Linked DNA regions of Hordeum vulgare: region 1 is linked to region 2. Evidence: chromatin contacts called from public Hi-C data. All regions are on one chromosome and are shown on one strand. Each heading gives the region's core, a stretch centred on a gene start, on an enhancer-like site or on the middle of the called end of the contact. The rest is flanking DNA. Distances are from core to core; before and after follow the strand shown. Region 1 holds the start of LOC123398001 (AUGMIN subunit 8). Region 2 holds the start of LOC123398528 (putative leucine-rich repeat receptor-like serine/threonine-protein kinase At2g24130).

The links. A called contact is a pair of places that touch in the nucleus more often than the background predicts.
Region 1: a contact with region 2 is called in a Hi-C map of seedling, with 4 times the contacts expected there. The contact joins the promoter of LOC123398001 here to the promoter of LOC123398528 in region 2. A contact is called at or near these places in 4 of 6 Hi-C or Micro-C datasets (leaf and seedling) and 1 of 1 datasets of contacts at active chromatin or transcription factors (embryo).

What each region holds. Positions count from the first base shown.
Region 1 is chr5H:441,904,955-441,910,547 of MorexV3_pseudomolecules_assembly, forward strand. It overlaps LOC123398001 (AUGMIN subunit 8), which reads left to right and starts at 4,319. Exons shown (of 7, transcript XM_045092510.1): 1 at 4,319-4,577.
Region 2 is chr5H:441,699,159-441,704,861 of MorexV3_pseudomolecules_assembly, forward strand. It overlaps LOC123398528 (putative leucine-rich repeat receptor-like serine/threonine-protein kinase At2g24130), which reads right to left and starts at 1,573. Exons shown (of 3, transcript XM_045092993.1): 1 at 1-1,573. The coding sequence starts at 933.

The DNA.
Region 1 (5,593 bases), core at 3,069-5,568, 210 kb after region 2:
ACCTACATACCCTTGTAGATCGCTAAGTGGAAGCGTATATAACACTGTTGATGTAGTGGAACATCTCCGTGATTCAAATCGCAGTCTGTCTCGCGATCTCATCACGATCCGTCCCGCGATCCCATCACGATCCATCCCGATCTAGTGTTGAACGGACGGCACCTCCGCGTTCAACAGACGTACATCTCGATGACGATCCCCGTCTTCTTGACCTAGCAAGAGGGTCGGAGAGGCAGATGAGTTCTCCAGCACGGCGGTGTGGTGATGGTGGTGGTGGTGAACTAATCCAGCAGGGCTTCGCCTAAGCACCACCGAACTAGACTAGAGGAAAAACCAATCTAGATGAAGTAGAGGGAGCACATGGCAATTAGGGTTAGGGCTGCCTCTAATTCCTCTAGTATATATAGGAGGAAGGGAAGGGAGGAGGCAGCCTCAAACCCTCAAGGTTTGGCCGAAATTGGAGGTGGAGGCAGCCTCAAACCCTCCACGTTCTCCACTTGGAAATCCTTTCCTCCTCTTCCACCTTTGGGTTTTTTCCTTCTCAAACCTCATGGGCCTTAGTGGGGGCTTAGGCCAGCACACTAGGGGCTGGTTTGTCTCCTCCCATAGTCCATGAGGCCCCTCGGGGCGTGACACCCCTCCCGATGGTCCCGGTACCCTCCTGGCACTCCCGGTACACTATGGAAGTACCCAAAACTTTTCCAGTGACCAAAACAAGACTTCCTATATACCAATTTTTACCTCTGGACCATTCCATAGCTCCTCGTGACATTCGGGATCTCATCCGAGACTCCGAACAACTTTCGGTTACCAACACCTATAACTCAACTATACCGAAACGTCACCGAACCTTAAGTGTGCAGGCCCTGCGGGTTCGAGAACTATGTAGACATGACCTGAGACATTCTCCAGTCAATAACCAATAGTAGGACCTGGATGTCCATAGGCTCCTATATATTCTATGAAGATCTCTATCGGTTGAACCTATATGTCAAGGATTCAGTTAATCCCTTATGATGTTCCCTTTGTCCTTCGGAATGTTACTTGCCCGAGATTCTATCGTTGGTATCTCCATACCTAGTTCAATCTAGTTACTGACAAGTCTGTTTACTCGTTCCGTAATACAAGATCCTGTGACTAACTCCTTAGTCACATTGCTTGCAAGGCTTGTTGTGATGTTATATTACCGAATGGGCCCCGGGATACCTCTCCGTCACATGGAGTGACAAATCACAGTCTTGATCCATGCCAAGCCAAGAAACACCTTCGGATATACCTGTAGAGCACCTTTATAGTCACCCAGTTACGTTGCGATATTTGATACACACAAGGTATTCCTCCGGTGTCCGGGAGTTGCATAATCTCATGGTCATAGGAACACATACATTGACATGCAGAAAACAGTAGCAATAAACTAACACGATCATATGCTACGTTCATAGTTTGGGTCTTGTCCATCATATCATTCTCCTAATGATGTGATCCCGTTAACAAGTGACAACACTTGTCTATGACCAGAAAACGTTGACCATCTTTGATCAACGAGCTAGTCAACTAGAGGCTCACTAGGGATCATTTGTTGTCTATGTATCCACACATGTATTTGAGTTCCAATCAATACAATTGTAGCATGGATAATAAACAATTATTATGAACAAGGAAATATAATAATAACCAATTTATTATTGCCTCTAGGGCATATTTCCAACAATACGGTGGGTAAACAAATTACTGTTGGACAATTAATAGAAATGTGCATAGATAAGATGTTATTTATGGCATGCTCAACTATACATGCATTACATCCATGACAAGTAGACCGTCTCCAACCTGCATCTACTACTATTAACCCACTAATCAACCGACTCTTGCGTGCATCTATGATAATTAAGTTCATACGAACAAAGTAACACTTTAAGCAAGATGACATAATGTAGACAGAATTAAACCAATCAATATGATTAAACCCCACCATTTTATCCTTATTAGCAAAAATACAATACGTGCCTTGCTACCCCTTTTGTCACTGGGTGAGGACACCGCAAGATTGAACCATCTAATATGCACCAGTTTCACTAAAGATCGATAGATCAATTTGGCCAAAGAAAATCCATGGATCAGAAAGCATTACATAGCTATATAAATCGCACATAAAATAATTCAGAAATTATTCCATTAAGAATTCAAAAAAATCAATCAATTTTAATGAATAATCTAATTATAAACCAACAATCCATAGGATCCCAACAAACACACCGTAAACGAAGATTACGTCGAATAGATCTCTGAAGAGAACATGGAATTGAAGATCAAAGAGAGAGATAAGCAACCATCTAGCTAATCACTATGGACTCGTAGGTCTATGATAGACTACTCACACATCATCGGAAAAGGCAACAAGATTGATGTAGAAGCCCTTCATGATCGATTCCCCCTCCGACGGAGTGCAAGAAAATGTCTCGATTGGGATCATGGAACAAGAGAGACTTGGGGCGACTAAAAATATTTCAAGTGGCTCTTTAGGGGTTTTGGAATATTTGAGAATTTATAGTGTTGAAATTAGGTCACACGGAGCCACAAGGGGTACACAAGACATGAGGGGCGCCCACCCCCTGGGCGCGCCTTGTTGTCTTTTGGTCTCCTCGTAGGTCTTCTGATCCTCCCCCAAAGCTTCTAGGGTGTATTTTGGTCCAAAAAATCATCAAAATGATTCACATCGTTTGGACTCCGTTTGGTATTAGTTTCTGTGTAGAAGCAAAAATAGATAGAAAACATCAACTGACACCAAGCACTGCATTAATAGGTTAGTTTTCAAAAGTAATATAAAATTACATAAAAAGTACCCCCTTTCCTAAATATAAGTCTTTTTAGAGATTCCACTACGGACTTTATACACATTTTGCTACGGTGTCCATAGTGAAATCTATAAAAGACTTATATTTAGAACCGATGGAGTATCTAAGATTGATAATAAAATAACATGAAATAATAAAAACTTACAGATACATTCAAGACGTATCAATGTCCTACCACATGAAGTGTCATGAGGGAGAATAAAATGATGTAGGCAGTGGCATTCTTTCGACGGAAACAAAGGAGAGTATGAGAGTGATTTTCAAAGAAGACGAAATTATCTAGATGTTTTGGGTGGGATAAGATTGTTTCTGACGAAAAAAATGAGAATGCGACACATGTGAGGGACGTGGTCGGTTTGCAACAAACCCTTTGTTGCATTCAAAAGATTGCAACAGGGCCAACTTGCAAAAGAGGGCTATGAGTAGAGGTTGATGCAAGCCATTTGATCATAAAGGCGACGGACTGCACGAGAAATCATCCCGATTGAGTGGAAGTGTCTCTAGTGTTTTTGTTGTTGATTGATTGAAAACATTTTTGTTAGAAAACATGTTTTACAATTTTCAAATCTAATGATACATCGTTCTCGTTGATCACCGGGAATAAACATGTATTTATATATGAGGTAGAGGACTATTTATTTTGAACATAAAGAGGTGAGAATATTAATTTATACTATGGTTCCCATTTTCGCCATATTACCTCGTATACATTGTCTCAACTACAATTGACTCCGTAAAAGAAAAGAAAAGGAAGTAGCACAACCTTTTGGGACCGGAAGCGTTCAACCGATGTTAACAAAACCGAAGCAGTCGCAACAAGAAAAGTAGTACTCCAGAAAGCATGCGTTTTTCTAATGGGTTTGGTCAACCAACAAGGCTTATCGGCGGCATTGACGTAGCCTTTTGCGTGTTTGGTCCAAAGAGACGAGCTAGCTGGGGAGTTCAACTTCCTCTCTTTCCCCCGGATTGTTGCTTCCGTTTTATTCCCCCTTCCACTTTCTGCAATGGAAATCGGAGGTCAATTAAACCGACAAGGACGTCCCAGGTTTCTACCACCTCCACCATCTACCCACTACAAATGCAACCGGCAAGTTCGGTGATGATGAGGTACGTATTCGAGAAGAAGAAGAAAAGAAGTAGGCACGAACTACGGGCTTGGATGATTGCGTTTCGCACCCACACGTTGCGTCTACACGCAGGAAAGGGCGAGCGGGGGACGACCCGTAGATAAGGTCCAATACCCATTATCACCATCATCATCATACCATACCATACCATACCATCCATCAGCGTATGGTATGGATACTGTACGTATGGACTCCACGAGCCAGCGCAGCGCAGCGCACGGACGGACGGACGGACGCACCCCACCGTAACCTCGCCGTGATTAATAAAGGGCGAGAGCCGTTTGGTCTGGTCTTCCTTAACTACGCACTCCCCCTTAATCCCGCCCCCGCCGCGCGAACCCATCTACCACCCGTAACCTCCCTCCCTCCGCCCTGCCCTCGCTCCCACCCCCTCCTCCTCCCCCCTCTGCTTTGCCTCTGCGGAAGCAAGCAAAAACCCACGCCAGGCCAGTCGTGGCAGGTCCGCGAGCGCCGCGCCCGCCGTCTGGCGCTCCTGGAGGCCGCGCTCGGCCCGACCCGGAGCCGCCCCGAGGAGCAAGGGGAGCAGGAGGCGGCGGCGTCTGGTCTCCGAGCTGTCGCCGCCGGTGCTCTCGAGGTGAGCCTCCTGGCGCTTATCTGGCCGGTTTCGGAGCTGGGGAGTTTAGGGATCGTCGCTGCGAGGCGCTGTTGGTATGCTTCGGCCGCCTGTGTGCGGGAGATGTTTTTTGGTCTTGTGCTGTGCTGCTCTTCAATTTGATTGAGGAGGGGGGGGGGGGGGGGGGGTGCCTCCCTGGGCAGAGGCGCGCGCCAGGTGTTTGTTTCTTTGGTAGTTGGGGAGAGGGAGGGGGTGCTGGGCTGTGCGATCGAGGGTTGGGTTCAATCTGTCAATGGAAACGACGGGCGATGTTTGCGAGGAGACTGCACAGCTCGGATGATCTGGACGCGCCCCGAATCCGTCGGTTTGTACTGACAGAACATCGGCGACGCCGCTATGCTTGCCTTTGTCTTGTCTCGGGTTCGTCGACGTTCTTCTCGAATGGACGCTGATGCTGGTGCGCGCGCGGGTTGGGTTCCCCGCTGCGGATTCTGTGGGCGTTGGTGAGTCCTGAGAAATTTGTGTCTTCCGTTTGTTTCACCTGGTCCTCGTTCTAGCACAGCTGGAGAAATTAATTTTTTACTAAGGCTACGTACTCTCGAGCCTCGACTCTTTGGTGATTTCGATGCTTGATTAGTCCCCGCTGCAATTTTTTACCGCTATTAATTAATCGTGCTAGGTGACTTGACACATCTTGTCTCCTAGTAGCAGCAATCCAGACACACTTAGCTCCTCCAGTGACCCAAAGGAAATGTACTCATGCAATTTGTGCTTGATTCACTCTCGGTGGGTGAATTCTTCGAGCAAGCCATCAAGAATTATCCAATGTAGAGCCAACAATGAAAGCAACGTGTCATACTTCTTACTTTTCATCAGTCAGTCGATTCAGTCGAGGAAAATTCCCGGCAATTTCAAGTGAATCCTATTGGTTCTATCGGCATGTGCCCTGTCCTGCGGCTTTGTTTTTCTGTCGTTTGTATCGAAGATTACAAAATCTCGATGCATGTTCCTGGTTCATGAGTGGCACCTTAATAAAA
Region 2 (5,703 bases), core at 323-2,822:
TGGCAGCCACCCGCCCATCCGCACAGCACCGGCCTCTATCTCCAGTATCTGCGAGCAGTTTGATACTGCGGCGAAGAAGGGCTCCAGGTTGGTGTTGCCGTCGTGGCTGGAGAAACGGTAGTTGTTGGACAAATGCAGGTACCTGAGCTGCTGCTTGCCCGCTATGATGTCGGCGGGGAGCTCGTCGGCAAGCGAGTTGTCCTCCACATCCAGCAGGTACAGATACGTGCAGTTGGCGAGCCACCGTGGGAGTCTTCCGGTTAGCCTGTTGGAGTAGAGGTTGAGCACAAGAATGGTCTCCGAGGCTTCCAGGGGGATCTCGCCGGAGAGATCGTTGTTGCCGAAGTCGACCAGACCTAGACTGGTGCAGTTCTTGAAGAGAACGGCCGGGATAGGGCCTGAGAGGTGATTATCCTTGAGGCTGAGGTAGGCCAAGCTTGCCAGCTCAGAGAGGGACGGCGGTATGCCGCCGCTTAGCTGGTTGTGGCCGAGGTCGAGGACTTCCAGACCGCGGAGGTTGGAGAGCTCGGCCGGGATCTGCCCTGCGAGGAAATTGCTAGATATGTCGAGGCTCTTGAGGCGCGTGAGGTTACCGATGACCGGAGGCACGGGGCCAGAGATGTTCATGTTGCCTAGCGAGAGGCCGATGACGTGCTGCCGCCTCCAGTCGCAGGCAACGCCAGTGAGGCCGCAGACGTCGCCGTTGGACTCGTTCCAGTCGGCCAGAGCCGACGGCGACAGCAAGGTGAGCGAGCGTTTCAACGCCAGGAGCGTGGCCTTCTCCTGCAGCAGCACTTGCCGCCGACGCTGCTGCCGGACGATCGTCCCAGCCTGCCGCTCGGCGCCCGCCGCAGCGGCCACGACATGGAAGAGCGTGATGTGGACGACGAGGAGGAGAATGGCCGCGCTCCTGACGGCCATGGGAGCTCTCATGCTTTACTGGAAAGGCATGCAGCCAGTGATGGACTATGGAGGTAGCTCGGACCTCGGAGCTAGCTAAGGGTTCTACATGGCGGTAGCATCTCCGGTCACTACTCTTAGGCTGGATGTACCAGAGATCGATCGCAAAGGATGCACCCCTACTAGCTAGCTGGATGGAGAAGGTCGCAGGAAATAAGGACTGGGAAGGAGAATAGATGGATGGAGATTGGAGAATGAGGTGATGGCGACCGGCGAGAGTGGCGGTAATGGCATGGCCCCTAGCTGATTTGTTTCTGCGTCGGCTATGATTGCCCTGTGCACGATAAGCGGGCGCAGGCAGTGGGAAAGCGACCGGAGATGGCTGGGCACTTCCACTTCGGCAGCGCGCACGCGCGTGCAGTAGGAACGAGGTTGTAATGGCCGTAGATTTTCTTCGGACATGCCGCACTCGCGCCAGTAGGCTGGGGTTATCTGTCCCGGGGAACACTGTATGTTGTGATGCTTGCCAAGAAAATCTCTCGCGTAGAATGTCCTCTTCTACCGTTAACCCAGTTAGTTAATCTGAACACTACTCTAGTTAGGCAAGTGTGTGTATCAATTGCCAACCGAACATCCATCTGACAGAAAGATCCGGAGTAAGTTCAGCATGATAAAACTGACCTGGTTATTGGTTGTGTGCATCAATCCATGCCTCCATGCCGAGCAGCTGCACATATGTGCGGTCATACATGTCAACTGGAAGTACAAACAGAAATTCTACTCACGTAACCACACATAAGCTGGGTCATCTCAATTACCTGGTTTCAGGCTAACATCCACCAGAGACTAGCAGACTAGCGGGGCGTCTATCATGCACACGCCATCTCTCAATGGTTTCACAGAACAGCCACATTTTTCACAACCCAGGCATGTGATTCATGAACAAACTTTTCAACGGTCTGGCCCATGATGCAACATTGTGCATTGCAGATTTTTAGTACCAGTAAAGTTCAGCCTACAAGTGTGAGTGTGTGACCTATGCTGCTATGCACGAGCTAGGGGTAGGCCAGAAAGCTTAACCTATGAGACCTTGTTTATACTACATAGGTAACCAAAAACAATGTCAAAGAATGATTAGCACTTTCGCGATGCAGGATAGGAAGATAGGCCTACATGCCTAAGGCTGTTATTAAATGATTAGTTAGGTGCATCATGACTGCCCTTTCAACCAAATCAAGTGGGGCACTCTTGAGGTGTTTCATTTGCTCCATGATGCTTCCCTGTGGAACAAACAAGATGTTCAGTTTGCTCCATGCCGCTTCCCTCTTGGAACAAACAACATGTTCAGTTCGTAGATATCTGGCACTGTTCCATCTTCCATGATACACAGTTTGTAGTTTCACACCGTTCCCATGTAAAGTAGCAGGCCAAGATAAGTAGCAGAGATAAATAGCGGTTTCGGTATTGATCTATACCCTATAATCCTATATGCACATCCCAAACAGTAAATAGGTACAGTAGGGCACTTTCCTCCTAATATTCATATCAGGTGAAACTGAGCATATGCAGTGAAGCCTCTAGAGCAGAGCACTAGCAATAGCTCACGAAACTAAACTATTGCCAATTGAGATGATCCAGTGATTTGTTTTTTAGCAATGCCCAGAGAAAATGCCTTGCCACCATCTATCATAATTCTGACCTTTTTAATTGAAGTGATCCGTAGCCAGCACCGGGTGAATGGGCTTCGGTCTGCCGTCGCCTTCATCAGAAAGAGCACACGGCCTCTCTATTTTCTGCCTCAAAATGTAATTGATCAGACAAGGTTCCCGAGATATGGAAAAACATTGTACACGACCGACCTCAAGCGAGGAGGAGCTGGATACCGAATCACAGGCATGCTCGCAGTCGCCGCCCCTGCTCCTTGAATCATCCAGCACAAGCCTCAGCTTGATTTGCGCAATAATGCCAGTCCCCTGGGGCCAGGTTAGCATCTCTGGTTTTCAGAAAGGTATCTCCACCAAGAAGGTTGCGCAATGCACATGATCCTAGTAAGCAAGCATCCCGGAGGTTGGGTAACCAGCATCAGGATCAACAGGCAGTGCAAGTGCTAGGCTCTGCCGCGCATTTTCACCCTAGTAAGCAAGCATCCCGGAGGTAGGGTATCCAGCATCAGGATCAACATGCGGTGCAAGTGCTGGGCTCTGCCGCGCATTTGCACGAGCAGGTGGTGGGCACCGAGCAGGTGGCAGGCAAGACAACCAGGAGATCACAAGCTGTACAGCTACGAATCCATGAAGAGGGCCTCCGATCGCGCCACGGTTAGCCCGCGCCGATGGTGCCGCCCGGCGCGGCTGTCGTGCTCCCCGCCATCGTCGGGTTTTAGTGGGATCTTCCCCTCTCTTTTTCTATGGCGTGGGGTTTCAGTGGGGGCGGAAATTGCAGTACGACACACGACTGGGGGAGACGGGCTACAGGAATGTCGGGGCCGGGGCAGACGCAAGGCAACAGCTGTGATTCGTCGTGGTCCAAGAGTTTCTATTGGGCCCAGAGCCCATTGGACCCAGAGCCCATTGGGCCTTATATTTGCATTCCCTTTTAGGAGTACATTTCTTGGGAACTGTTGCCTCAAAAAAAAATTGTTGGGAACTGGGTGTTACGGTACACAATACAGGGTCGCAAAATGATACTCCCCTAGTAGAAAAATCAAAATCTCTAGTCAAGACTCAAGAGCTACTCCTTGCAAATATTACTACACGCCTTCTCAGGCACTGACAACCCTGTGTCACTTGTTGTAACCTGAAAGTTTTTTCTTCTTTCTCGCAAATTTGTTTATTCAAAACATTTTATTTTTTAAATCTGTCTAAATCCGGAACCATTTTTATGGTTCAATTTTTGTGTCGAGGTCTTCGAAACTAGATCCCATATTAATATGTTTCACCAAACAAATTTTCATAAAAAGGGAAATACGGATACTGAAAAAAAATCAGAGACAAGTATACCAAAAACACAAAGAAAAAATAAAACAATAAAGAAGACTCGGAAACAGGAAGAAAAAGTTGGAGCTCGAAAGCACTGATGTGATTTTTCACTTCTTCAAGAAGCACAACTTTGCTTCTCAGGTAAGCAAATACTCCCTCCGTCTCAAAATAAGTGTCTTAAGCTTAGTACAATTTTGTACTAGCTCTAGTACAAAGTTGAGACAATTATTTTAGGACGGAGGGAGTATGTGCTTCTCGTGAAAGCACATTTTCCTCAGGAGCACGAAAAAAGCAAATATGTATTTCTTGTCGGAGCATAAATATTTTTTTTACTTTGCCACAAGCAAAGTTATGCTTCACGTGGTAAATCTTTGCTTCTCGTGGATGTATAGATTTTCTTTTCAAGAAGCACATATGTGCTTTTCGGTAAAGAAAATATGTGCTTCCACTAGAAGTAAAAATCATATTCTTTTTCTTTTTGAGAAGCAAAGCATATTTGTTTTCCTGAAAAGTACAAATGTGGTTCGCAAAAAAAAAATCTTAACACCTAGAAAAATCCAGGCAAAAACCAAAAACGCAAGAAATAAAATAAAACAAAATTCAGAATAAGCAAGGAATGCGCAACACGGACAGCGGCTGGGCGCATCACGACACGCTCATAAGCCACAAAAGTAACGGTTAGGAAGCCTCGCAAGGGGTAACTCTTGTTAGTTGCCCTAAGAAAAAGTCAGCAAAATGATACTTTTTTTCCTTCTTTAAAAAACGAGACCGTGATGTATCAGGAAAATACTTATTTTTAAAAGCATACCATATGTCAATCCCAGTATAAGCTAAAAAAGGTTATCCAATATTTGTTTTGAATATATGAAGAATGTCATCATGTCGAAGCTGGGCGCCTCAAACTTGCACGACATGTTGATGATTTTCTTGACGCGGTTCAGGATTGACACGTCTTATTCCAGTGTCAAGATCAGCGGCGACAGGTTAAGAGAAATCTGAGTATCACGTACGTACTGTATGTTGCTTGCATTGTATTCCATGCATGTTTGTTGACCAACTAGCGGCCAAGATGCGCGGCGCACGCCGCGTCATCGAAAGTCTAATTTATATTTCGAATAAGTGCTTCAATTTTATTTTTATTGCGTGCATGTAATCTTTTTCATGTTTAGCTGGTTGGGATTTTTTGGGGGTTTATAGGACGGAAAGGAGGTGTAGTTTCGTTTTGGCCTTGCAAAATTTCTTTAACATGTGAGACCTGACGATATTCAATAAGAGAAGTGAATCAGTGTTATATTATTTTTAGATTTTATTATTTCTTATCTCAGTGCAGGGACTTCTTCATGCATGACCTCTGTGTATTATATTTATATTTGGTTTGTCATATCTTCATAATATTCATCTGGGAGTTTTAGCAGGCGAACAACGCTAGAATCAGTAGCATCAAAGGTGTTCTTTTTTGTATGTGTGAGTAATGCTGATAGAGTGAAATTTCTCTTATCGTACATGGTGAGCGAAGGATGGTGGGGTTGGCAATGATCATAGTGGCCGTAGAGCTTTAATAGATCATAATGCAACAGTGGGTAATACAAAAAAATAAAAATAAAGAAAATAATCGTTAATCGTAGAAAAACTCAGGTTTTTCCTTTTGTATTTTCCTCGGATTATTGCTTATGCAGATGCTTTGTGTTGGTATTATTCCGGTTTACAGTATATGTATAAAGTTTTTTTTTATGGATGTGGGTATATTTGAGTTTATTGAGTGGGCATGGAAACACTGGTCATACGAAGCACTGTTGCATAGGAAGTGTTTGTTTTGGAAATAATG